3 separate regions of the Mus musculus genome follow, and regions 1 and 3 are each linked to region 2. The links are chromatin contacts, called in public HiChIP or PLAC-seq and promoter capture Hi-C maps. All regions are on one chromosome and are shown on one strand. The core of a region is the stretch at or near the end of the contact, and the rest is flanking DNA. Distances in the headings are between cores, read along the strand shown. Region 1 holds the start of Onecut3 (one cut domain, family member 3). Region 2 holds the start of Fam174c (family with sequence similarity 174, member C). Region 3 holds the start of Polrmt (polymerase (RNA) mitochondrial (DNA directed)).

Region 1 (4,174 bases), core at 763-3,262, 320 kb before region 2:
AGCAATTTGTCCCCGTGGAGAGAAGTAGAAAGGGGGGACAGGAAAACAGGAGGGAGTGAGGCCCTGGGAGCCACGGGGGGGGGGGGGTGTGAAGGCCTCTGGTGGATGCCACTGAGCCCAGGGTCCCAAGGGCTGCCCCTCCCCCAATCTCAAATGACCTTTGCCAACGGCCAGAGGGGGGAGGGATGGGGGACTAGCGGATCGATCGTCGGCAGAGGCTGAGCTGCATAGGAAGAGAGCTCGGTGGTGGTGGTGGTGCTGGGGCTGGGGGCAGAGCGGTGGCCAGGCCTTGGCTGAGTCTAGTCAGCACCTAGAGCTTTGTGACTGGGTGGAGAGAGGGCGCCTTTGGTCCCTCTTGCAGGATGTTTGGGGACGAGGGGAGTGGCACCTCTGATCGCAGGGGATCGTGAACCCAAGGAACGTGCTACAGACGCGCGCATACACGCGCACACACGGAGCCACGCGAGGGCTGTTTTAGTTTAGCACCCTATGTCTACATCAGCCTCAAAGACACTAGACACCCTACACAGTCCCTAAAAGAATAGGGACGGAAACAATAATTGTATTTGCCCTCTTTCTATTAGTGACACTCGGCGATGCAGACCCCGGGTCAGCCTCAGAGGCTACAGTTTCCCCCCTCTAGGCTGGCAGGACGCACTAGCCAAGGTCCTTCATCCTGTGCCAACCATGTCCCCCAGGATCGAGCCTCAGGGGCCCTTGTCCCTACCTGCCAGGCGCAGCGCCGACATGCGCTGGAACTCCGGCTCCTGCAGCCACTTCCACATCCTGCGGAAGGTCTCGCGGCCGGATTTGAGCTTGCTCCAGGGCTTCGGGTTGCGCAGCAGGTCGGAGAGCGTGCCCTGCGAGCGGCACAGGATGCGCTGCGCGAAGATGGCCTGCGGGATGCTGTAGCGCTTCAGCTCGGCGGTGATGCGCTGGGCCACCTCTTTGGTGTTGATCTCTTCGGCTGCAGCGCCGGCTCCCGGGCCGCCGCTGCCGCCGCCAGCGCCACCGCCCCCTCCGGGGCCACCGCCGCCTGAGTGAGGCCCGTGCGCCCCGGCCGCAGCCAGCCCGCCCAGCGGAGCCAGCAAACCCGCGGCCGCCCCGCCGGCCGCCCCGCCGCCTCCCGCGCCGCCGCCGCCTCCAGGCAGCCCTCGGGCCAGCGCGTCCTCTGCGCGCCCCAGAAGCGCCGCGTGTGGCTCGAAGGCGGCAGGTGGCAGTAGTTTGTCCCCGGCCAGGTGGCCCGGAGCCCCGTAAGCGGCGAGCGGTGGCGGCGGCGGCGGCTGCGGGGCGCTGTGCAGAGCGGGGGGCAGCGCGCTGGGCAGCGGCGACAGTGGCGACCCCATGGTGGGCAGCTCCTTGCCATAAGGCCCGTAGAGGTGGCCCACCGAGGCCAGCGCCGCCCGCTCGTCGCGCATGAGGGTGAAGCTGCCGCTCACGCTGGCCGCCAGGCGCTGCGGAGGGGGCGGTGGCGGCGCGGTGGCCGGGTGAGGGTGAGCGTGTGGATGGCCTCCGTGCGCCCCAGCCACCGCGTGCTGGTGGAACTTATCGGCCACGGCGGCCAGCGGCGGCAGGTGCTGCAAGGGCGTGAGCGTGGTGTAGGTGCCACCCAAACCTGGGGCCTCGCACGCCATACCCATGGCCGGGTGCAGGGGGCCAGCCAGCTCCCCACGGAAGTCAGGGCCACCACCCGCGGCCCCTGCAGCCCCCGCGCCCCCGGCGCCCCCGCCCCCGGCGCCACCACCGTCCAGCAGGCTAGCCATGCCGGCCACCAGGCCTGGGCGCCCCGATGCCACTAGGCTTCGGTGTTGGGCCGCGGCGGAGCGCGCGTGGCCCGGGCTCAGCAGCTCGCCGGCTTGCGCGTGTGTCACCCCGTGCAGCCCCCCGAGGCTCTCCAAGCTCAACTCCATCCTGGGTGTCCTCTTCGTGTGTGCTCAAGGCCGCAGCATGGTCCCCACGCACTGGCCGACGCTCCTGGTGGCGGCGGCTGCTACTGTCCCGCTTGTTCAGTGCTCTCGCTCGGCTTCGGCTGCTGCGAGCAGCGGCCACCAGGATGTGGCGGGGCGGCCGCCGCCGGCGCCCCGGCCCGGGTCTGACGTCAGCGCCCCCGCCCATCGCTCCGCCTGCACCCGCCAAACCCCTTGGAGCACCAGGCTGGCTTCTTGGGTCTCCCCATTCTCCTTGCCCTGAGAAGAACCTGAGGGATTGGGGTGGGGGACCGCTAGTCCTGGCTCTGTGTGAGTGTGAGTGAGTGTGTGTGTGTGTTCTCATATCAGCGTCTTTGATTCTCTGTCCTGTACATTCCCCCTTCTGCCCCTACCCGCCCCCAGTTCCTGAAGTGTGGCTACAAACGCCCCCCAACTCTGTTGACACTCTCAGAAAGATGGGCTGTTTTCCCCGTATGCACACAAAGATTTCAAAACCTCTTTTGGGATGAAGTGGGGCTATTAGTAGGTCCCCAGAACAATCACACATTGGCCTCAAGCACAAGGAAAAGCAGGCATTTGGGCATTTGGGCCTCTGTTTCTTCAATTGTGCAATGTAATTGCCCTGCAGAAATCTTTCTTAACAGGGACTTTAGTGGTTTTTAGGCCCAGGATTGGGAAGACAGAGGCAGGTGGATCGTTAATTTGGAGGCTAGCCTGGTCTATGTAGCAAGTTCCAGTCAGGCAAGGGCTTTATAGTGAGTCTTTGCATCAAAGCAAACATAAATTCCTCCAAGGTCCGGTGTAGTGGCACATGCCTTTAATCTCGGCACTTGGGAGGCAGAGGCAGGTGGATTTCTGAGTTCAAGGTCAGCCTGGTCTACAGAACTGGATTCAAGGACAGTCAGGGCTACACATGGAAAAGATGACAGAGAGGGGGGGAAGAGAGAGGGGAAAATTCCTCCTAAGTCCCGTGTAATTGGCTACTTCCTGTCCCCAATATCTCTGGGGTCTAAGGATGTCTTGTCTGAGACTGGTCATCTCTAGACCAGCTTGGGTTTGGGGTTTTTTTTTTTTTTTCAGACTGAGATAGCTAGCCTAGGATCTCTCTCTCTCTCTCTCTCTCTCTCTCTCTCTCTCTCTCTCTCTCTCTCTCTCTCTCTCCCTTTCCCACCTGCAGACAGTGAAGGGGGACAGAAGGGGTACATGGATGGCACCCTACAGGCACAAAGCACCTGGGAACAAGACCCCTTGGGTTTGTGGAGAAGAGATTACCGATTACCAGGGTGGCCATGCCAGACTCTGGGGGGACCTTGTGTTAGGAGGGTGTCTTCACTCAGCCTCAGCCCCTGCCTCCCTTGCCCTGCTCACTGCCAGGGAGGGTTATTGGCATTTGTTCTGGAGCTTGAGTCACCCATGGGCTCTGACGCTCACTCAAGGGATGCCCCCACCAATGGCTTGGGCTATCAGGCTGGAAACAAAGCAAACCAAGAATCTGATGTCCACAGTGCACTGGCTGTGTGACAGGCGTGGTGGTCCATGCCCGGGGCTGCACAGATCCTTTTCTGTTCCTCATTTTCCCCTTTCATGCTGCCCCCCCCCCCCCAGAGAAGAGGATCTTGGAGGAAAGTGAGTGGCATTGTATATGAGCCATTAAGGGGGGGGGTACACAGAGGTCCCTCTCCCAAATCCTTGGGTGGACAGGGCTGAAGGGACTGTTTCAATGTGAACAAGTCAGCATTTATTAAGCTCCAGCTGTTTAACAGTCCTAGAGAGGGAAGAGATCCAGAGCCTATCACTTCTTGCCTGTTGCCATCTTGGTCTCCTGGTTGGGGGTGGGGGTGGGGATAGTGGGGAGTAAAGACTGCAGAGGGGGCCATTAGGGTGAAGCTTGCAGGAGTGGGTACTTTTACCCATCCATCTCCCCCAAGGGGCAGAAGCCTTGGGGTCTTCTGATTTGGGGAGCCTGGACAATTTGGGGCCACAGCCATCTTCCAGATAGAGGAACTGAGGCACACAGAGTGTCTGTTGCACCACTGGGGTTTCCTCCCCAGTGACAAAGAGCTGGGGACAGTTGCTATGGCCAGGATCAGAGTCAAGTCTGCAGTCCCCAAGTCTATCCTACAACATCACAGATAATTAAAAATAATCGTGGGGTGTGGAAATCAATCCACCACCGTCAACCGATAGCATTCAGAGCTCTAGAAAGCAAAGAGCTACAGGGGTTGACTGGGTGTTTAAAAACAGAA
Region 2 (4,584 bases), core at 833-3,332:
GATGCTCTTGTCCCTTACAGGAGGCAGGCTGACGGAGCAGCCCACATCAGCCTGGCCTTGGGGCCCTCCAGTCTGTGGGCTAGTCTCAATGAGGTCTCTATGCTGCCCCCTAGGGCCTGTGCAGGCTCTGTCCAGGAAGGTTGACATCAGAGCTCACAGAACTACATGTTTTCTCTTGTCCTTGCAGCCTGTCATCTCCATCTCAACATCTGCAAGGGAAGGAACAGGACAAGATATGGTATTGAAGGATGGGACTGGTTGGGCCTCCTTCCAACCCAGCCCAGCCCAGCCTGTAGAAGGTGATGTCCCTTGCAGGTCCACCAGGGTAGGGAGAAGAGACCACAGAAGATGATAAAGTTGGTGTCCAGGGCCCTTGGAAAGCCAGATCTAGTGCCTATTGTGGTCTTGGCTCTATAGCAGCCATCACCAGGACAGGACACTCAACTCTGCTCAGAACCCTGAGGAAGCCACCTTTGTTCTCATTGCAGTTCTGCTCTACCCTCTGTGGTACCACATTCCCTGTGTGGCACTTTCCTCCAACATCTGTTTCCATTAGAGCTTCCAAAACCCCTATTGACACTCCACCTTCTTGGCACACTCCCAGCCCCTCACTGGGGGATTCTAGCTCTGAGATAGACCCTGAGCCCTTTTAGAGACATTGTCCCTTGCTAGTTTGTCTCAGTGATGAAGTCCTTCCTACCATCTCAGATTCCTGGTTTCAAAGACAGTCTCTTCCTCGCTGTCCTGAGAGGCCATCTCTTCATGCTCCTCCGTGTTGGTCAGGAGCCCATACCTCCTTCGCTGTGACTTCTTGAGTCTGCAGGACAGAAACACCCTCAGAAACAACTTCAGCACGGGTGACACCAAGTCCAGGGTACCCACGCAATGCTTCCCTCCACCCCCAAAGCACTTGCCAGATGTGAATCCTTTGTCATAAGAACTACAAGTGCTCCAGGCGTGGAGGCGCACGCCTTTAATCCCAGCACTCGGGAGGCAGAGGCAGGCGGATTTCTGAGTTCAAGGCCAGCCTGGTCTACAAAGTGAGTTCCAGGACAGCCAGGGCTATACAGAGAAACCCTGTCTCGAAAAAAAAACCAAAAAACAAAAACAAAAAAACAAAACCCAAACTATAAGAGCAACTCTTGGCATAGTGAAAACCACGGAGGTAGAGGCATGGATACTATTGGGTTGGATTGCCAGCCACAGCTTCCTAATTAAAGCACAAGGCACTGTCATAGCAGCTAAGAAAAAAATGGAAGATGAAAGGCTGGTTTCTTTTTTCTTTGATTCAGTGTATTGCAACACAGGCTGACCCTTAACTTCTGATCATCCTGCCTCCAGTTCCAAGTGTTGAGATGACAGACATGTATCAGCACACAGCATTTTGCAGGTGTTAGGCAAAACTTTTATGAGCCTCAGCCAAGGAAAGAATTTCTGCAGTTTTTGCAGTACAGCACGTTTTTTCCCACCCCTGTCACCACACCACCAGAGAGGCTGAGTTAGGAGGATGGCCATACTGCGGTCGCTGCCCACCTCGTCAGCCTTAAAATCACAATTAAAGAGACAAGAATAAGAACCAGTCGGCCGGGCGGTGGTAGCGCACGCCTTTAATCCTAGCACTTGGGAGGCAGAGGCAGGCGGATTTCTGAGTTCGAGGCCAGCCTGGTCTACTCTACAGAGTGAGTTCCAGGACAGCCAGGGCTATACAGAGAAACCCTGTCTCGAAAAACCAAAAAAAAAAAAAAAAACAAACAAACAAAAAAACCCAGTCGGCAGCCTGAATCACGTGCCCTCCCGCCCATTTCCTCCTCCCCCTGACTCACTAGATGCTGATTGGCCGCGCTAACGCACCTAAAAGCCCGGATGAGGAAGTAAAGCGAGATCAGGCCGCAGAGCCCAGTGATTACGTAGAACAAGCGGAGCACCGCGGAGCCCGTGTCCCTGTCCGGGAGCCTCCCGTTTGTGTGGTTATAAGGTGGGCCCGGCAGGCTGGAGTTTTCAGCGGAACCAGGGTTGCTACACCAGAGGAGCAGCAGCAGCAGCAGCATGCGTAGTGCCATGCCGGAGCTGAGGCGGAAGTGCACACAGCCCCGCCCCGCCCACAATGCCCTGCGCAATCCTAGGGTTGTTCATCTTAGCGCCTTATTATGGAGATGGGTGGACACTAAGACTCTTACCCGCTGCGCCCTAGTCACCCCTATCCCTGCCACGTCTCAGACCCAAGCCACAGAGTCGGGGGTTCTGGGTCACAGCCCTTTATTCAGGCAACCCAACCCCCCCCCCCCCGCCCCCACAACATTCTGTCCCAGCGACCACGCCAGCCCAGCTTCTTTATCTTTTCCACAGAAGCCTGCATCGCCCACGAGCCAGGTGCTAGCTCAGGAATTGCCTGGAAAAGAAGAGAAGAGATCAATCAGGGAAAGTCCAGTCCAGCTTCTAGGGGTGGGGGATCCCTCAACCCTCTGAGCACCCGGAGTGTCCAAGGACCCCAGGCCTTGACCTCGGGCACTCACCGGGCAAACTGTGTGCAGTCTATGGCTCCAGATCCTGTGGAACCCTCTAGGACCCAGAGTCAGCCATCCTCCCATGGCTCAGGTTGGCTCCCCTTCATCCTGCCAAACAAAGGCGCGTGACTCTTGGCATCCCTGTGGGCCTGCAGCGCCTGCCCTCCCACCTCCCACCCTCACGGCGCCCAAGTGGTTCGTCCCAAGGTGGCCATGCCCAGGGCGTCAGCGCCCTTTTGCAGCCCGCCTCGAGCAGAGCCGGGCTCTGTCCTGCTCAACAGCTTCACGGACTCTGGGCAAAAACTAAAGGCAGCAGCGCAGGTCTAAAGCCTGTCAAGCAAGGACCAAAAACATGCCCAGAAAGGCAGGGCGCCCGGTAGCTCTGGCCGGCCGCGTTATACTGGCGGGAGGTACCACCAGTTTGACTCAGACTTCCAGGAAGCAAATGTCAACCCCAAGTCTAAGTTTCTGTCCAAGTGAGCTATAAACCGGAGGGATGCGACACGAGCGCGAGCGAAAGTGTTACCTCGAGGCACAGGCCAGCTGCAGAGCTAGCGGGGGAGCAGCGGGCGAGTCTCGGAGGGTCTGTGGCTCGCGTCTGTCCCCCGAGGGCTGCGGCTTCGGAGGCTAGCAGAGAATGCCTGGAACTGGCGGGGCGCAGCCGCTAGGCAGCCTCGCTGGCCCTGCCTGCACCCGGCCCTGTACTGGGCGAGGCCTCTGCCGCCCTGCAGCCCCTCAGCACTGCCCACTCCCGTCCCCACTTGGCTGCTTGTTGCCTCCCGCACTGCCCTGCCTTCCTAGCTGCTCTGCTGGCCACGGAGCCGCAGCTCAGTGTCGGCAATGAAAGGGAAATGGTCAGAGCGAGATTCATTTCACACGGTCTTTTAATCGGCTTCGTGAAGCCAAAGAAACTGCGTACAAGAATTCCTCAGCCACTGTGAATACAACATCGATGGAGTATGCATGTCTTCGGTAAAAAAGGACAATATAAATAAACATTTCCACAGCCTCCCGGACTGCTATGCTCCCCATGGGCTTGAGACATGTGCCCGATGGGCAGGACCTGCTGCAACTCCGCAGCCGGGCTGGGGAGCTGGAGGGCCATGGCTTGCTCAAATCGAGTCCATTCCATCTCAGGAGGGGTGGGGCGCCAGACTTCAGGGGCGACCACACAAAAAAAGAAAAAAAAAGAAAAGCCACAACCAAAAAACCTGAAAAAACAAAAACGAGTAACCAAAACCCACACAACCCGACAATTTAGAAAAAACAAAAACCCATGGCTCATGGTAAACAGTAAAATCTGAAGTGCTTTCCAAAACGTTTTTAAGAATACTTAAAAACAGACAGCGCTTCCTTAAAAACAGGTCTAGTCACGAGGCCATCTTGGGTCAGAAGCAGGCTGCTGACGGGTCAGAACGGAAAGGACTACAAAAGTGGGAACAAGGTGCTCACTACACAACGATCAGCGAAGCTCCCCCATCTTAATTACAGCCATGGAAGGACGATCTGGACGCGGAGGGCTTTTACTCGTTGTGTGTAGCTGAGGACAGAAGCGGGACAGTGTAAAGTCACTGGAGCTTGTGCTCCGCCCGCGCGCGTGGGAGGTGGCACAGGGTTTCATGCACCTGGTGCCCTGACCTGTACGGCAGGCCTGGTAGCTGCGCCCAAGGCTGAGCGGCTTAAGATGCTCTGAGGACACAAGGGTTCACCGAGCCCAACCGCAGCCACTCAGATGGCATCCTTGGAGCTAGACTTACCATAACTGTCATAGCTGTCTCTGTAGGACCCTCCCGAGCTCCGATAACCATAGCTGCCACCCTGACTCCGGCTGTGGAAGGACACACATGGACACCCAGGCTCAGCCCCGTACCAGGTATAGTTGGCAAGAGTTGGTTCTCAGTAGAGAACAAAACCAAACCACCTACACTAGTCTGCCCTTCCCCTGGTGCACCCTCCTCCCAGGCCCAGCTGCCACCACCGAGGCTGAGCCTCCCCAAGGCTCCCATCTGGCTCACCTGGCATAGTAGTCTCTGGAGCCTCCATAACCCCCACTCCGGGACTCAAAGCGGCCACCTCCATA
Region 3 (4,474 bases), core at 378-2,877, 430 kb after region 2:
TGGATTCCCTAGAACTGGAGTTACATTCTGATCTGCTGTGTGTATGCTGGGAATTGAATGGGTCCTCTGGAAGAACAGCTAATGCTTTAAACCAATTAGCCATCTCTCCAGCTCCAACTAGACTTTAGGATATTTATTTATTTAATTGGGGTTTGTTTGTTTGTTTGTTTTCGAGACAGGGTTTCTCTGCGTAGCCCCTGGCTGTCCTGGAACTCACTCTGTAGACCAGGCCGGCCTAGAACTCAGAAATCTGCCTGCCTCTGCCTCCCAAGTGCTGGGATTAAAGGTGTGTGCCACCTGGGGTTAAGAGCACTGACTGACCTTCCAGTGGTCCTGAGTTCATTTCCCAGCAACCACATGGTGGCTCACAACCATCTGTAATGGAATTCAATGCCCTCTTCTGGTAGACAGAGATAGTGTACTCAGATACATAAAATAAATAAATCTTTAAAAAAACAAAAACAAAAGCAAAAACGGTGTGTGCCACCACACCCAGCTCTGAGTTTGTGTGTGTGTCTGTTTATCTGTCCGTTTGCTTGCCCGACTGCCTGATTGAGACAAGGTTTTATGTGCATTTTATGTGCTTAAATTTGAATCCGCCTGCCTTTACCTCCAGAGGGCTGGGATTATAAACCCAAAGCTCTCACTGATGCGCTCCAGACAGTAGAAGCCCTAGTACTGAGAAAATGAGCCCAGGTCCTGTCTTCTCAGGAGGGTACTGTCTGAGCTACAGAATTAGCCTGGAAAATTTAGTGAGATTCTGTCTCAAATATAAAATGCTGGTGCGTGATAGCACATATCTGTCATCCGGCACTTCCTGAGCTAGGAGGCAGGAGGATCAGGAATTCACTGTCATCTTTGGCCACATTAGAAGTTTGAAACCAACCTGGGCTACGTGTAGATAGATCCCTTAGTCCAACACTGGGAAGGAGAAGACAGCAAGGTCAGGCTTTCCAGATTAGTTCTCATACATGTAAATTGGAAGCTAACATGAGCTACATGGGACTCTGTGAATGTGAATGAATGAATGGATGGATGGATGAATGAAATCGCGATGTGGTACTATTTACACGTCTTTTCCATCTTTCTACGGCCCTGATTCCATTTGCACAAACACATATACATACAGAGAGACAGAGACAGAGAGAGGCAGAGAGGAGGAGGAGGAAGAGGAGGAGAAACAAATAGGGTAGGGACTGGGCGTGGTGGCGCACGACTATAGTCCCAGTACTGGGTGGCAGAGCAGGAGTATAAGGAGGATATCTGTTGAGTTCAAGGGAATCCTGTTAAATTCCAGGACATTCATGGTTAAATAGTGAGACTTTGTGCCAAAAATGTGCATATAGTACATAATATATACACATATGTAAATGTTACGCACATATATATGAACAAATAAAATAAAGCAGAAACCAGTCAATCAAAGAACAAAAAAATATAAAAACTAAAGAGGGAACTTGGATATGAAAAGAACGAATCAGAAGAGTATTTCTGCGCATGCTCTCTTGCCGCCACGCTGCCCGCTGCCTCTTGGGAGTTGTAGTTCTCCTTCGACTCCTCTCACAGGACAGACCCTAAGAGCGCTTCCGGCAGTCGCAGAACTACAGCTCCCTGCAGGCGGCGCGTGCGCGTGCGCACTGCGGGCAGCAGGCGGCATGTCGGCGCTCCGGTGGACCCGAAGCGCAGCCGGGCTTGGCCGGGTTCTGCGCTCCCCTGGGCCCCACCGCCCGCCTTCGGAGGAAGGTAAAGGAGTGTCGGATCCAGGACTATAATCTTCCCTTCCTTAGGATCCCGGTCACCTTCAACCTTTGTTCTTTGACCTATGGAGGAGTTTCTGGGGACCCATTTAGCTGGGCACTAGTTGGCAACGTCTCTCTAGGTCCGCAGGGCACTTTGACTTTTGATTGTTGCTCGCTTTTCCATGTCTCTGACCCACTGTTGGGGACTTACGGATATTGGCATTGACCTTTGGCTACTTTTAGTTAGGAGTACTTCTTGCTGGATCCTGCACCCCGATCCTTATAGCTTTGGCCTGTTCTGCCCTTGAAGTTGGTCTTTTTCTGGGTCTGGATTTATTTGTGGGCGGGGCGTGTTTTTTTTTTTTTTTTTTTTTTTTTTTTGAGCCATGGTGTTTCCATGTGGTTCATGCTGGATGCTTTATTTGAACTCAGGTCCTACTGCTTCAACCTCCTGAGTTCTGAGATCCCATGCCTGGCAGTCCTTGTCTTTTGATCCATTTCTTTCTGGGCATGACGTAAGTTTGAGGCAGGAACTCACACTAGCTTAACCTAGAACTTCCTTTGTAGCCCAGGCTGGAATCCAATTGGAGACCCTCCCACCTCAGCCTCCAGAGACCTGGGGTAATAAGTGTGCATGCCACGGTGTCCACTTGATAGGATGGTTTCTGTGTTCTTATTCTTCATGTCTCTTTCTAGGGACTTTTGGTGGCTTCTGCAGCTCAAGAAGGAGCTCCGCTGCCAGTCCCCGTGAGCAACATGTCCTGAGGGAGTGGGGCCATGCTGAACTGCTGGAAGGTAAGTTGGTGTCCTAAGTCCTTCTCCACAGTGAAGCCTTGAGGGAGTGTGCTCTGCGTTGTACCTGACCACTCCAAGGGAGTATGTAAAATGGGGTCCAGAGTCCACTGAGCAGTGTTGTCTGGCTGGCCTGTCTGTGGTCCTGTGGGTCCTCTTGTGCTGGTTCTGGGAGCTGCTGTAATTCCATTCCCTGAGTTCCAGATTCCCACCTGGGGCTCTCACTTCTAGGAAGACAGTGGAGGCCCCAAATACACCTGAACAATACCGGATTTGCATTGTTGGAATGCTGACATAGAAGTCTCCAGTTTTAGTCCTGCAGAGTCGAGGTGCAGCTGGAATCCAGCCTGTCTGCCAGGCCTGCCTGTCTGTCTTCCTTCCTTCCTTCCTCTTTCTTTCTTTCTCTCCTCATTCCTCCCTTCTCTCTTTCTCTCTTTTTTCTTTCTTGGTTTTTCGAGACAGGGTTTCTCTGTGTAGGAAGTCCTGGCTGCTTTGTAGACCAGGCTGGCCTTGAACTCAGGTCTGCCTGCCTCTGCCCCTGGAGTGCTGGGATTAAAGGTGTGCATGAGCCGGGTATGGTGGCGCACGCCTTTGATCCCAGCACTCTGGAGGCAGAGGCAGGCGGATTTCTGAGTTCGAGGCCAGCCTGGTCTACAAAATGAGTTCCAGGACAGCCAGGGCTACACAGAGAAACCCTGTCTTGAAAAAAAGAAAAAACCAAAAAAAAAAAAAAAAAAAAAAAAACCAAACAAACAAAAATAAAACAAAATAAAGGCATGCACGACCACTGACTTTGGAACCCAATTTTAAGTGTTTTACTACCAAGTCTAGTAGACGGGATGTCCAGATTTCCCTCCTGATCCTATGTCAGGTCTGCATGGCAGCTGCAGAAGGTGGAGACGCTTAGAGGGTGGGTTAGGAGGTAAAGACAATGGTCTAACTGTGGCTCCTGTCTACCCTTAGCAGCAACTGCTTCCTGACTCACGTTCCAGGGTATGTCATGCTGGAATCTGTCATTTGGGCAGAGGGATCTGCAGACTTAGTGTGTGGCGCCTGCTCCCTCTTATGAGGCTCCTTTCTGTCAGGGACAGAAGGCAGTGCTTTGTGGGCCATGGAGCTTACAGCAGCTATGTAACTCTTCTACTCCTGACAGACCAACCAGTTCTGCCCCAGGGCCTTTTTGCACCCTTTTGTCTCTTGGGTCCCTTCAGAAAGAAGTCGGTGTCCCCGTCTGCCACCTGTTTGCTTTGCAGGTGGCCTCACACAGATGTGTCCTCTGCCTCTGATGTGCCCTGAGTGCCACGAGATGTTCACTGAGGCAGGATCTCCCCAGAACTCTGATCCTCTCGCATGCACTGCACTCCTCCCAACTTTCGTTTTGTACACCTGTGAGCCAGGCCCCTGCCTCACACTGACCTTGGGCCAGGGACTGGAGTACCGGGAGGGGAGACAAGCAGCTGGTCTTGGCAACCAGCGCCTGAGTTGTAGCCTTATGGCTCAGCCTGCCTTGTTTCTGCGCTCACCACTAACCATGGCTGTCTGCTTGCCAAGACCCTGGCCAGTCTTTGGCCTTTTTATGTGCAAACTTGGTTACTGCTGAAAGCCATACAGCAGGGGCCTCCTTGTATGGTGCCAGTGATTGCCTTTTGGTCCTTAGGGCACTGAGTCACGGATGTTTGCGGTTTCTACCAAGCTGTATCAAGTATGTGCCTGTATCAAACTGCAGGCTACTATATATTGGCCAGTGAGGTCGGAGCCCTTAAGGCTGGCGGAGTGAAGGAGGGAGAAGCAGAAGCAGGTGACAGCCGGCAGGAGGTGATAGGAGGGGTTGGCAGGCAGAGCCGAGGGCATGGTGACAGCCAGGAGACTGTGTTTGGGATGATCCTGGGGTAGACTCAGAGCATCCTGAGCTGCAGGAGTGGTTCATACCCTTCTCTGCTCTC

The links. Promoter capture Hi-C pulls out the DNA fragments that hold promoters and counts their contacts. HiChIP or PLAC-seq counts read pairs in DNA pulled down with a chosen protein or histone mark.
Region 1: an HNF4G HiChIP or PLAC-seq map of pancreatic cancer cells shows a contact between it and region 2. The contact joins the promoter of Onecut3 here to the promoter of Fam174c in region 2. A contact is called at or near these places in 1 of 39 promoter capture datasets (fetal liver) and 2 of 115 datasets of contacts at active chromatin or transcription factors (memory CD8 T cells and pancreatic cancer cells).
Region 3: a promoter capture Hi-C map of erythroid cells shows a contact between it and region 2, with 3 times the contacts expected there. The contact joins the promoter of Polrmt here to the promoter of Fam174c in region 2. A contact is called at or near these places in 2 of 39 promoter capture datasets (erythroid cells and neural stem cells) and 1 of 9 other capture datasets (adipose tissue).

What each region holds. Positions count from the first base shown.
Region 1 is chr10:80,492,744-80,496,917 of GRCm38.p6, reverse strand. Onecut3 (one cut domain, family member 3) reads right to left here and starts at 2,012. Exons shown (of 2, transcript NM_139226.3): 1 at 728-2,012. The coding sequence starts at 1,910.
Region 2 is chr10:80,170,442-80,175,025 of GRCm38.p6, reverse strand. It overlaps Fam174c (family with sequence similarity 174, member C), which reads right to left and starts at 2,082. Exons shown (of 3, transcript NM_027207.2): 1 at 1,852-2,082; 2 at 701-817; 3 at 1-209. The coding sequence starts at 2,060. The coding sequence ends at 209. It overlaps Cirbp (cold inducible RNA binding protein), which reads right to left. Exons shown (of 7, transcript NM_007705.3): 5 at 4,520-4,584; 6 at 4,262-4,332; 7 at 3,371-4,044. The coding sequence ends at 4,028.
Region 3 is chr10:79,743,734-79,748,207 of GRCm38.p6, reverse strand. It overlaps Polrmt (polymerase (RNA) mitochondrial (DNA directed)), which reads left to right and starts at 1,627. Exons shown (of 21, transcript NM_172551.3): 1 at 1,627-1,743; 2 at 2,436-2,534. The coding sequence starts at 1,656.